Regions from separate parts of the Sus scrofa genome. Here region 2 is linked to region 1. Evidence: chromatin contacts called from public promoter capture Hi-C data. All regions are on one chromosome and are shown on one strand. The core of a region is the stretch at or near the end of the contact, and the rest is flanking DNA. Distances in the headings are between cores, read along the strand shown. Region 1 holds the start of CDKN2D (cyclin-dependent kinase 4 inhibitor D). Region 2 holds the start of TMED1 (transmembrane emp24 domain-containing protein 1).

Region 1 (6,218 bases), core at 1,231-3,730:
CCTTAACCCACTGAGCGAGGGCAGGGACCGAACCCGCAACCTCATGGTTCCTAGTCGGATTCGTTAACCACTGCGCCACGACGGGAACTCCAACCAAAAAAATTTTTAAAAAATGGGTTAAGGGTCCAGCATTGTTGCTGCAGCTGTGGCTTAGGTCACAACTGTGGCTCAGACCTGATCCCTAGCCTGGGAACTCCATATGCCGCTGGGCAGCCAAAAAAGAAAAAAAAAAAAAAAAAACGGGGCGGGGGATTTGCCATTTCTAGGGTTGTGATGATAGGTTTTGGATGAGGAGCTGAACACATAGCAGTGCCATGTACTGCCTGGAAACAGGCTTGTTGCTGTGGTTACTGTCCCTGTCCCTTTTTTTTTTTTAGGACTGTACTGAGGCGTATAGAGGTTCCCGGGCTAGGGGTCAGATTGGAGCTGTAGCTGCCAGCCTACACCACAGCCACAGCAACTCATGATCTGAGCCACATCTGTGACCTACACCCCAGCTCATGGCAATGCCGGATCCTTAACCCAATGAGCGAGGCCAGGGATTGAACCTGCATCCTCATGTATCCTAGTTGGGTTCATTACTGCTAAGCCATGATGGGAACTCCTGGTTACTGTTCCTGTGTTTGAGCCCATCCTTAGCCTTGTTAAATATGCAGCTAATCATGAATAGTGGGGAAGGGGATGGATTTCAGGATGGGTGGGGGGCTGTCTTTCTGCCTTCTTTCCCTAGTTCTGAGATGGTCCCCACTCATTGTTTCCCTGCAGATTATCAACTTCGTACCAGTTAGAAGGGAGAAGAGGTGGGGGCTTGACCATGGGCCACCCTCTCCCCAGGCCCCCGACTGAAGACTCTATAGAGAGAGGGAGGCACGATGGCGTGCATGTCTGTGTGTGAGGGCAGCGTCTGAATTGGCAGTTTCCTGCTCTCAGCACCAGGATCGCTCCCAGCCTTTTCTTTTACACATAGGCTGGGCGGGGTGGTTTCCCTGTCTCCAGGCTCCTGCCCCTCCCCACCTCCAATTTTATATGAAGAAATAGAAGAGGGGCTTGAAGTCCCCCTCGTGAGTGCCTTCTTGCAGTGACCTGCCTTAGGAGGTGGGGGGAGGGTGCCCCTCCTCCACAGTTGCTGAGCCCAGAGGCCCTGCTGACCCATTCTGAGTTTTAGGATGGCATTAAAAAAATTAATCTAGCTGCTGTGTATGTGCTTTTTGGCTGGGGGCTGGGGATGCCAGCCATGTACCTGAAGTGCTGGGATAAGAGTAGGTAACACATATCCATTTCTCAGCCCCGGTCATTGCTCATCTAGGCCCTCTCTGTTGCCTCCGTCCACTTTGGTCCCCTGGCTCAGGGCTCCCCTCCCCGACGAGAGCCAGTTCCCCTCATCGCCGCCAGAGGGCACCTGTTAACTCCTAAATCAGATCGTGGGTCCTGTGCGCAGAACCCTCCCAGGGTTCCATTCTTTTTAAAAAGTAAAAGTCAAGTGCTTACCGCAGCCCACAAGACCAAAGTGCATTATCCCTCCCTCCCACTCTCTCCCTCTATACCTCACTCTTCCTGTACTTACTGGGCACTCTCTCACCTCAGGGCCTTCGCATCTGTAGCGCCTCCACCTGGCGTATTTTTCCCCAGAAATCCACATGGCTTTTTCCCTTAATTTTCAGGTCAAACCAAATGTTACCTCCTCAGGGTGGCCCTTTCTGACCTCTCAATTTCAAAGGCCTTCCTTTCCCAAAAAAGGAATTACTTAATGCCGTTTTATCAGTATACTCTGAAAATATTTAATTTTCGATTTATCCAGCCCTAAACGGTCGGCGTCCTGAAGCAGGAAGTACTCGGCTTGCTCTCCACTTCGGCACCTATTATACAGTAGGTGCTCAGTAAATGTTTGAAGGCCTCTATTGAGAGCCTCCGACCGCGACTTTTGCCTCGCTCCTCATCCACGTTGCAGCTGTAGCGTGAAATTTCCTCCACGCCCTTGAACTTGAATGCGATTCCTTCCTCATCCATTCCATTTCCACGTTGTTTTCTTCACGCTGCTTACCGCTAAATTTATGTGCTTGAATGTACGCTCCCCAACGCGAGGAAGGGTTCCTGCACAGAGTAAATTAATTAAATAAAGCGCTCAGCGTACAATAAGAGCTAATAAATACTTAATCTTGTAATTGAACGGGAGAATCCCGAACTGGGCGGCCCCAGCCCTGCTTTCCTTCCCCCGAAGGTGCCGAGGCCCTGGAGCAGCCCGCGCTACCCTACCCTGACCTTTAATCCCCCGGGTCAGTTAAACAGGCCCTCTTTCCCGCCCGCCCGGCGCGTTTGAAAAACTGAAAACCCCGCCATTGCCGGCGGTTCACCGGTCGCCGAAGCTCGCCCAATCAGCAACGGCTCCGCCCCCTCTGGAGCGCAAAGCCCCCCTGACGACGCGTGGCCATTGGCTGTGCTGGCCGCGAGGGCGGGACACTACAGGGTCGCGAGCCGGGCAATGCTGCTGGGCTACAACGTAGCAAGTTCATAAGAAAACAAATCCGCGGCGCTCGGGGGCGGGGCCCCGAGCGTGGTGGCTCCGCCCCCTGGCGGCCGGCTCGGCTACTGCGGCCGCGGAGTCGGTTCAGAACAGACCCCGCCCGTCGAGGAGGAGGGAGGGTGAGTTGGGGGAGACCCGGCCCCTAAGGGGCGGGCGCCGGCAGGCCCCTGTGGGCAGCGGAGGGTTGGGCCGGGCTCTCAACCCCTCGCTACCCACCGGCTGACAGGGGGAGGAGCCAGCTGGGAGGGCGGGGGTCGCGTCGGAGCCCCGGACTAGCGAGTGGGACCGGGATCCTAGCGCAGGCCGGGGACGCGACTGGAAGGCTGTTAGGGCCATCGCCGCTGGGCTCCCCCGCACTGACCGCACCGGGGTGGGGCGAGGGGCTTCGCAGGCCGCCAGTATCGATATGCTGCTAGAGGAGGTCTGCGCCGGCGACCGGCTGAGCGGAGCGGCGGCCCGGGGCGACGTGCAGGAGGTGCGCCGCCTTCTGCACCGCGAACTGGTGCACCCCGACGTCCTGAACCGCTTTGGCAAGACGGCGCTGCAGGTGAGGCCCGGCCGGCCCCGCAGCGAGGGCGAGGCGGGGAGTGGGCCGAGGACCGAGACCCCAGACCCCTTCCCTCTCGTCTCCTGTCCCCGGTGGCCAACTGGGGTCTGTTCCTTCATCTCTGGGCTGACTTTGCTCCCTGATGTCCCCTTTCTTAGGTGGGTGGTGGATGGGGTTAGGTTGGGGGAGGGGAAGGCTTTCCATCTTTGGAGAATTCCTTGTTCTCTGATTGCGGAGGATTCAGTTTCCCAGGAGAAGTTCTTATTCCTTGGGTAAGGGTTCAGCTTCTTTGAATCCCGGTTTCATGGGGACAGCTTCGGTTTCTTGGAGCTTCCATGGAGGATCCGATCTCTGGAAGGAGGGATTCATGTTTCCAGGGCGTCCCCATCATCTGGGGTGGGGGAGGTAGTTTCTCTGAGAGGTATCCAGCTTCGGGTGGGGGTGTCTCCCTGAGGTCTCCATTCCCTGGGGATTTTCATATTGGTATATTATGGGGGAGGATCCCAATAAGGGAGTACATGGGAATCCCTATTCCCTTGGCATTTACAAAATAGGAATCCCATTTTTTGAAGGGGTCAGGTACCTTGTGGAGCATCCCCATTATTTGGGAGGGGGACATTCCTTGGAGAAGGAGTTTCAAATTCCCTGGGCCTCTCCTTTCCCTTGATGGGGGTGTTCTCATCCTCTGCGGGTCTGTTTCCTGGTGGGGGTTTCATATTTCCTGATGATTTCCCATATGTGGAGAGAAGTGTCTCAGGTTCCTTGGGGGAGGGTCTTAGGTTCCTTGAAAGTTTCCTTGGGGGCTCTTCCCTAGGGGATGTATTATCCTGGGGGTGATCAGTTTTTTGAGGGTTCTTGTTCTCAGGAGATCTTGTTCTGCCTGGGAGCTTATATTCCCCCAAATTTCTCATTCTCTAGAGGACCTTGTCTCTGGCATTCTCTACTCCTGAATGACCCTTTTCTCCAGTCCCCCATTTTCCTGGGCCTCCTCCTTTGAGGACCCCCTGACCCTCTGCCCCCAACAGGTCATGATGTTTGGCAGCCCCACCATCGCCCAGGAGCTCCTGAAACAAGGTGCCAGCCCCAATGTCCAGGATGCTTCCGGCACCACTCCGGCCCACGATGCAGCCCGTACTGGATTCCTTGACACCCTGAAAGTGTTGGTAGAGCACGGCGCTGATGTCAATGCACCTGATGGCACCGGGGCACTCCCCATTCATCTGGCTGTGAGAGAGGGCCACACCTCTGTGGTCAGCTTCCTGGCTGCTGAATCTGATCTCCATCACAGGGACGCCAGGGGGCTTACACCCCTGGAGCTGGCAAGGGGGAGAGGTGCTCAGGATCTCATGGACATACTACAGCGGCACACAGTGGCACCACTGTGACCTGGGGCCACCCAGTCCAGCAACAGGACCCGGCTGGGTTCTGTGTCAGAAGAGAAGGGAAGAAACACTTTCTCCCTTAGCTCCTCCTGCCCACTGCCGAGGGGCACAAGTTTGTGGCTTGTTGGTGTTGATTTCTGGGGTGTGTGTGTTTGAGGTGCATTTCTCATTTTTTTTCCTCTCACCCCTTTTGGTGTATTGGGCAGAGAAGGGCTCCTGCAGGCAACAGCCACCTAAACGGTTCAGTTTCCTCCACCCCCCAGACTGCTGGGACTACAGACAAGTCCCAAGGGCAGAGCGTTTAAAGCCCTAGCTCCAGAGTGAGGTCATTCCTTCCAAGGCTCCTGGAACCTGTCGACCTTGGCCAGCTATACCCAGAGCTAGACCTCAAGTGTGCACACTGCTTTCGGGCATGGGGGAGGGGGGTGTTCCAAATCAGTAAAAGGGTAGTATGAGTTCATTCATATTTTGTTTAAAAGCTTGTTTTCCAGTCCCTTGTACAGCGTTAACACATTCTATTTATTAAGCTTTATGGAAAAAATTGTTGTGTGTGTAATTTAATGTTTTTACCCATTAAATTAAGACTTGTGCATGATCATAGCGCCAGTGGCTTCTGATTTTTGAGGCTGCGATGGAGAGTCGTGCATTCAGGATGTTTGTGGGGGTGGGCACCCAGGTCGCGGATCGTGGGTCCTTTGGCGGAGGGGCGAGAGTGGTAATTCCCAGGGCGCAAGGGGTGAGTGAGCTGGGTGGGGCAGCGGTTTGCGCTGTCGGAACGGAAGGGAGGCAGGAAACCGCGAGTGGAGAAAGGGCCCCCAGATGTCAGCTGGGTGCCGGGAGCCCTGGGGGTGGGGGAGTGGGGTGGGCGGTGGCCGTAGCCTTCCCTGCAGAGGCGTGGCCCATGGGTGGGGACTGCCGTCACAGGGCTTGGGATCCCGGAAGGGCCAGGGGCTGGGTTAAGTGCCGTCCACGAGGCTCCGCCCCATTTAAAGCTAGCTTGCTAGGGAGTAGCCCCGCCCCCTGGGGCGCCCTCCGTACGCTTGCGCAGTGTGCCCAGAGCCGCCATGCCGGAGCCGCGCGGGTCGTCGCCCCTGCGGGTGAACGCGGCGTTTGCTGCGCGGTACGGCCGCTACCGGGAGCGCGAGGAGCTGCAGCGGCGTGAGTGCGGGGCGCATGCGCGCGGGGCGCCGGCGCATGCCGGGCGGTCAGGAAGTGGGCTTGATCTGGTCCCCCAGGCTGACCTGAGGGCTCCTATCTGTGCCCCACAGTCAAAGATCGCTACGGAGACCAGGACGGCAGTGGCGACTCCAGCTCCGAGTCTGACTCCAGCGATGAGCGCGTGGTGAGCTTACCCGCTTCCGTCCTGAACTTGGGGAGGCTTCCAAGCACACCATCCTTGCCCGGCTTATAGGGAGCTGCTTACCCTCATCACCAGCGCGCCGAGGGGAGCTTTCAACTCCCGCCCTTCATTCCCTTGAGAGCCAGACAGCGTCCTCCCCATCCCCAGGGGGTGGCCAGATTCCCCCTACCTCCCCCTTCTCACCTCGGAGCTCCTGGCCCATCTTGATCTGTGAGGTGTAAACTGTCTGTCCACCTTTTTGTCCCTAACAGTCTAACCCTTTCTCAACGCCTGCCGCTCTCCCCAAAGTGGGGCATCCCTCTGCCACATGGGGCACCCACCTTTTCCCCATAGCAGCCCTGATCTTCCCAGTCTCCCTGAGTGGTCCAGCCCTTTCTCTCCATTCTTCCTGTGCCCTTTCTGCCCACC
Region 2 (6,218 bases), core at 2,694-5,193, 240 kb before region 1:
ACTATATATAAAATAGATAAAAGCAACAGTAGTGTAGCACAGGGAACTATATTCACTATCTTTGTTTTTTGGCCACACCTACAACACCTACAATCCAGGCCAGGGATCAAACTCTTATCACAACAGTAACCAGAGCCATAGCAGCAACAATGTTGGATCTTTAACCTGCTGAGCCACCAAGGAACTCATTAATTTTTTGTAATAACCTGTAATGGAAAACAACCTAAAAAAGAGTACAATATTTTATATATATTTATATATATATATATATGCATATATCACACTGAATCACATTGCTGTAAACCTGAAACCACTACAACACTGTAAATCAACTATACCTAAAAAAAAAAAAAAAAAAAAAAAAAGAGGAGTTCCCGTCATGGTACAGTGGAAACAAATTTGACTAGTATCCAAGAGGATGTGGGTTTGATCTCTGGCTTTGTGGAATGGGTCAGGGATCCGGCATTGCTGTGAGCTGTGGTGTAGGTTGCAGATGCAGCTTGGGTCCAGAGCGGCTGTGGCTGTGATGTAGGCTGACAGCCGTAGCTCCGATTGGACCCTTAGCCTGGGAATCTCCATATGCCTTAGGTCCAGACCTAAAATTAAAAAAAAAAAAAAATTGCATTCCTGGAAAACACGGTAAGGAAAGAGGGAACTGACAGGTCTCTGGGACACAAGATTACAATTGAGAACAGCAGATATGCCAAAAGCTGGGGTAAGAATATCTTTGGGTAATTAAGGCAGTGAAAAGCATTCACCTATGCTGGGGAATTTAGAAAGCAATGTGCATGCCCAGGGGAGGACAAATGCTCAGAAAAGACCTAAGAAGACCTAACTCTTTCATTTCTGGCTGATTTCTAGACTTGGCACAAACAGGAAGAGAAGGCTAAGGCAGAGCTGTAAATATCCAGGTGAAGTATTGAAGATTCACCTCAGCATAGATTGGTAAAGAGTAGGAGAGGTTTTTCATTGCTTTTCTTTCCATAATATAGAAATAACTCTTGGAAATCAATGACAGAACCCCAGTTTTCAAATGGACAAAAGACTTGGACATTCTTCCAAAGAAGGTATACAAATGGCCAACAAGTACATGAAAAGATGCTCATCATCATTGGGAAAATGGAAATCAAACCCATAGTAAAAGACTTGGACATTCTTCCAAAGAAGGTATACAAATGGCCAACAAGTACATGAAAAGATGCTCATCATCATTGGGAAAATGGAAATCAAACCCACTATGGATACAACTTCACACACATTAGGTTGGTTATACTAAAAATAAAATGGAAAATAACAAGGGTTGATGAGGATGTGGAGAACCTGGAATTTTGCACATGGTTGGCAGGATTGTAAAAAGGTGTAGTTTCTGTGGGAATGTTTGGCAGTTCCTCAAGAAGTTAAGCATGAAATTACCACATAATCTAGCAATTTCACTCCTATGTATATACCCTAAATAATTAAAGGCTTGTACTCAAACAAATACATGTGTTCCTAGCGGCACTATTCACAATAGCCAAAAGGTAAAAACAGGTGAATGGATAAAATTGTGGTGTATCCATACAATGGGATATTATTCAGCTATAAAAAGGAATGAAATACTGATACATTCTCTGATAATGAGCCTTAAAAACATTATGCTAAATGAAAGAAAACAGACACAAATTGTCACAAATCAAATTTATATGAAATATTTAGATTTGGTGATTCATAGAGGCAGACTGGCAGTTGCCAGAAGCTGGGGTGAGGGGGAATGAGAAATAACTGCTTAATGGGTACAGGGTTTCCTTTTGGGCTGATGAAAATGTCTTTTAAGTGGGTAGAAATGGTGGTTGCTCAGTATTGTGAATATATGAAATGCCCCTATGTTGTTCACTTAAAATGGTTAATTTAATGGGGAACTCCTGTTGTGGTGCAGAGGAAACCAATCTGACTAGTATCCATGGGGATCCCTCAGTGGGTCGGGGATCCATGAGCTGTGGTCTAGGTCAAAGACGTTGCTTAGATCCTGCATGGCTGTGGCTGTGGCATAGGCCAGCAGCTGCAGCTCCAATTCGACCCCTAGCCTGGTAACTTCCATATGCTGCACGTGCAGCCCTAAAAAAAAAAAGGTTAATTTAATATAATGGGAATTTCACCTCATTTTATTTCATTTTATTTTTTAAATTTTTTTGTCTTTTTGACATTTTTTGGGCCGCTCCGCGGCATTTGGAGGTTCCCAGGCTAGGGGTCGAATCGGAGCTGTAGCTGCCAGCCTACGCCAGAGCCACAGCAACGCGGGATCCAAGCTGCGTCTGCAACCTACACCACGGCTCACAGATCCTTAACACACTGAGCAAGGCCAGGGATGGAACCCACAACCTCATGGTTCCTAGTCAGATTAGGTAACCACTGAGCCACGATGTGAACTCCTCACCTCATTTTAAAAAGATGCTGGGAGTTCCTATTGTGGCTCAGTGGGTTAGGAACCCAACTAGTATCCACAAGGATGCGGGTTCAATCCCTGGCCTTACTCAGTGGGTTAAGGATCCAGATGCCGTGAGCTGTGGTTTAGGTCACAGACGTGGCTTGGATCCTGCATTGCTATGGCTCTGGCGTAGGCTGGCAGCAACAGCTCGGATTAGACCCCCAGCCTGGGAACCTCCTTATACCGTGGGTGCGGCCCTAAAAAGACAAAAAAAAAGTTATTACTCATTCTTCACAACTACTTCAAAGTGTCTGAGTAGTCTGAATGACAGAAACACTTGGAATGAAAAAGAGTATCAAACGTGACCACCAGTGAACTTTGACATTACAAAGTGCTCCTTCCCCAAGCTCTCCAAATGCAAGAAAGGGCTGACTACCACTAGCTGTACTCTAAGAGTAATTGTTACCACCTGCTAATCTCTCTCAGGCCTAACTTGATTCAAAATTTCCATGTAAACTTTTTTTTTTGGTCTTTTTGCCTTTTCTAGGGCCACTCCTGCGGCATATGGAGGTTCCCAGGCTAGGGGTCTAATTGGAGGTGCAGCCGCCGGCCCCAGAGCTACAGCAAAGCGGGATCTGAGCCGCGTCTGCGATCTATACCACAGCTCACGGCAACGCCGGATCCCTAACCCACTGAGCAAGGCCGAGGGATCGAACCCGCAACCTCATGGTTCCTAGTCAGATTCGTTAACCACTGCGCCACGATGGGAACTCCTCCATCTAAACATTTTGTGTTATGTTTAGATGGAAACACCAAATAAGTGTTCCTTTCCAATGACGTCTTTGCTAATCTGTCTGTTTTCCAGAGGGAGGTCGACTCCAAATTCTCTAAACCAGACTGAAAGACACAACGCCCAATGGAGGAAGAGAAACCCAGAATAAAACAGCTATTTACCGAAGGTCTATGATGTGGCAAGCACTAAATAAACATCATCTCACAACAGCCCAACGAAGTAGGACTAATATCACCCATTTTACGGATGAGGCAATTGAGGTCCAGTAGTGAAGCCCGTGGCGTGTCTTGAACTGAGCAACCTCTCAAGCCCACACTCTTCTTCCCGCTTCTTGCTAATGCTAAGCAACTGGGCTGTCGTTCCTCATACCCTGGGCTACTTCAATCACCGTTTACCTGCTGACCATCGAGTTTGAGACCCTTTGGGGTTTAGGGTGGGGACAGGCCTCTCTGACTCTGGGCAAGAAATGCAGTGCTCATTAGGCTCCTCATCTCACTTCTCATCACCTCCAATTTACAGAAGAGGAAACGGAAAAAATGACGGTCCTAAGATGCTAGGAAATGAGGAGGTCAGGCGTCGGACCAGCGACCACGATTACAGACGCAGAATAAGCCTGAACCACGTTTATATAAAAAGGTCTCCACCCGCCCTAGCTAAACCTTTTTATATGCTAGTCCTACGGGTCGCGTGGAGGGCCATGCCCCACCTCTATTTTTGACCAGCTACATCCACATTGAATCGCACAAGGGTCGTCGCGTGCGGGGTACTCTGGGAAAACAGCAAGGACCCAGCCGCCTCTACCATCGTTGTCTTAGATTTTGCCTGAGAAGAATATGCCATCATGGTACTTATTCTTTTAAACTTTCCCCCAACAGCGTTTGGGACCAGAAGTGGAGGCTTTTCAAAGATAGAGTGTGTAGGAAGTCCAGCGTTTTTAGGTTCATCAGGCATTTATTCGGTCAACTAGTCTCTCAGGGGGTCCTGCACTCCTAGCTCCGCGGCCTTCAGACAACGGAGTGAAGCGGCGGCCAATGAGTTCCGTCGAGTAGCAGAAGGGGCAGGGCTAACCCTTAAAGGAACCGCGACCTGTTAGCAAATCGGAGGGTGACCCAGATGATGGCGGCCAGCACGGCCCTAGCCTTGGCCCTATGGCTACTATTGCCTCCAGTGGAGGTAGGAGGGGCAGGGCCCCCACCGATCCAGGATGGCGAGTTTACATTCCTGCTTCCTGCGGGGCGGAAGCAATGTTTCTATCAGTCTGCGCCGGCCAACGCAAGCCTGGAGACTGAGTACCAGGTAGAGGGTGCCGGATCGGGGAGCCGGCGAAGACAGGGAGAGGGGGCGTGGCCAAACTGAGCCAGCGATGCATGCCTTGAAGAAGGAAGGAGGAGGAGCCCGTGCGTAAGAACGCGGGGTCTGAGTCAGGGAGAGCTAGGGGCGGGGGTAGTGCTTTGGAGAGGAAGGGGTGGATGTTTCGGACAAAGGCGGGGCTAGAAATGGGAGAGCGGGGAGGCGGGGCCATTGAAAGAGGGAGGCCTTCAGCGGGCAGGACTCTCGCGGGTGGGCGTGGCCTAAAGAGGTGTCAATTGAGGTGGAGGCGTGGCCATGATGTGGCACAAGAAAGGGAGTGGCCAACACGAGGATTTCCCGGGGAAAGGGTGAAGGCAAGGGCTTCAAGCAAGGCTCCATTATATTATTTGGGTTGTGGCCAAGCCGGACATAATCTGGTAAACGTTGATTAAGAACTGTGTATGCGGGCGTGACCAGATTTAGGAGCCCATCCCAAGGCCCCCCAAATCTATGGAGGCGGAGCCAAGGCAAGGGGCGTGGCCAAAAGGAGTGGAAGGGGCAGGACCACCGTGAGGGTGGTTTCCAAGCTCCGGTAGGCCCCTGGTGATGGTCTGCTTGGGTCGGTCCAGTCATGGCCTTCTGCCAGGTGCCCTTGGTCTACCCTTAGTCCTCCACCCGCTCTTACCTGCCCCCCAGGTGATCGCAGGTGCTGGGCTGGACGTGGATTTCACTCTGGAGAGCCCTCAGGGAGTGCTGCTGGTCAGCGAGTCCCGCAAGGCAGATGGTGTGCACACGTGAGTTACGTCCCGGTGGCTGCCCAGGTTCAGTTACAGTCCTGCCCCTCTCTGGCGGCCTCGGGTTACCACCCTGCCTGCCTCGAAAAGTCCAACTGGACAGCCAGTCCAGACCATGTCAGTGTGTCTTTCTGTCTGTCCAGGGTGGAGCCCACGGAGGCAGGGGACTACAAACTGTGCTTTGACAACTCCTTCAGCACAATCTCCGAGAAGCTCGTGTTCTTTGAACTCATCTTTGACAGCCTGCAGGATGATGAAGAGGTGGAGGGCTGGGCAGAGGCTGTGGAGCCTGAGGAGATGCTGGATGTCAAGATGGAGGACATCAAGGTGTGCCCAGGTGGAGGTGGGGCCACTCCTCTCAGATTTCTGTCTTTGGGCTCTGCACTCTCACCTTGGCTGGGGTCCCCCTTGGCCTGACCTAGCCTTTCCTATATATGGGTGCCCCCAACTTAATAACAATAGAACATTTCTAGGTGTAAACCTTGTTGTAAGAGCTTAAATAACTTGTTAGATCTCCATAACCACCTTATATAGGTAGTATACGCTAATTATCCCCCATTTTGCAGTTGGGGAAACTGATGCACAAGATGGCTAAGTAACTCTTCTAAGGCCACACAGCCAGCAACTTACAGAGCCAATATTTGAACACAGGCAGTCTGGCTTCACTAACTATTTATTAACCATAGTAAGTATGTTCTTTATACTTCATTAGGCATTCAATTCTCACGGCAACTTGGAGGTTTAATTCTGAGGAGGAAACTGAGGCCCAGAGAGATTATTTACTTGCTCATGGTCACACAGCCAGAGAGTGGTGGAAGGATTTAGACTCAGGCAGCCTGGCCACTGAGTCTGTGCTCTCAGCTCTCTGCCCCCAAACACGAATTCTCACACTATTCTGCATGACAGAGGCTCACCCTGCTTCTCCCTCTGTGCCACA

The links. Promoter capture Hi-C pulls out the DNA fragments that hold promoters and counts their contacts.
Region 2: a contact with region 1 is called in a promoter capture Hi-C map of liver, with 3 times the contacts expected there. The contact joins the promoter of TMED1 here to the promoter of CDKN2D in region 1. A contact is called at or near these places in 1 of 5 promoter capture datasets (liver) and 1 of 2 datasets of contacts at active chromatin or transcription factors (alveolar macrophages).

What each region holds. Positions count from the first base shown.
Region 1 is chr2:69,336,260-69,342,477 of Sscrofa11.1, reverse strand. It overlaps CDKN2D (cyclin-dependent kinase 4 inhibitor D), which reads left to right and starts at 2,480. Exons shown (of 3, transcript XM_005654859.2): 1 at 2,480-2,640; 2 at 2,913-3,068; 3 at 4,094-5,050. The coding sequence starts at 2,928. The coding sequence ends at 4,453. It overlaps KRI1 (protein KRI1 homolog), which reads left to right and starts at 5,374. Exons shown (of 19, transcript XM_013987437.2): 1 at 5,374-5,608; 2 at 5,719-5,792. The coding sequence starts at 5,515. AP1M2 (AP-1 complex subunit mu-2) reads left to right here. Exons shown (of 11, transcript XM_021083790.1): 11 at 766-1,189. The coding sequence ends at 788.
Region 2 is chr2:69,574,146-69,580,363 of Sscrofa11.1, reverse strand. TMED1 (transmembrane emp24 domain-containing protein 1) reads left to right here and starts at 3,943. Exons shown (of 4, transcript XM_003354060.4): 1 at 3,943-4,493; 2 at 5,184-5,281; 3 at 5,425-5,608. The coding sequence starts at 4,311. It overlaps DNM2 (dynamin-2), which reads right to left. Exons shown (of 20, transcript XM_021083818.1): 20 at 5,937-6,218.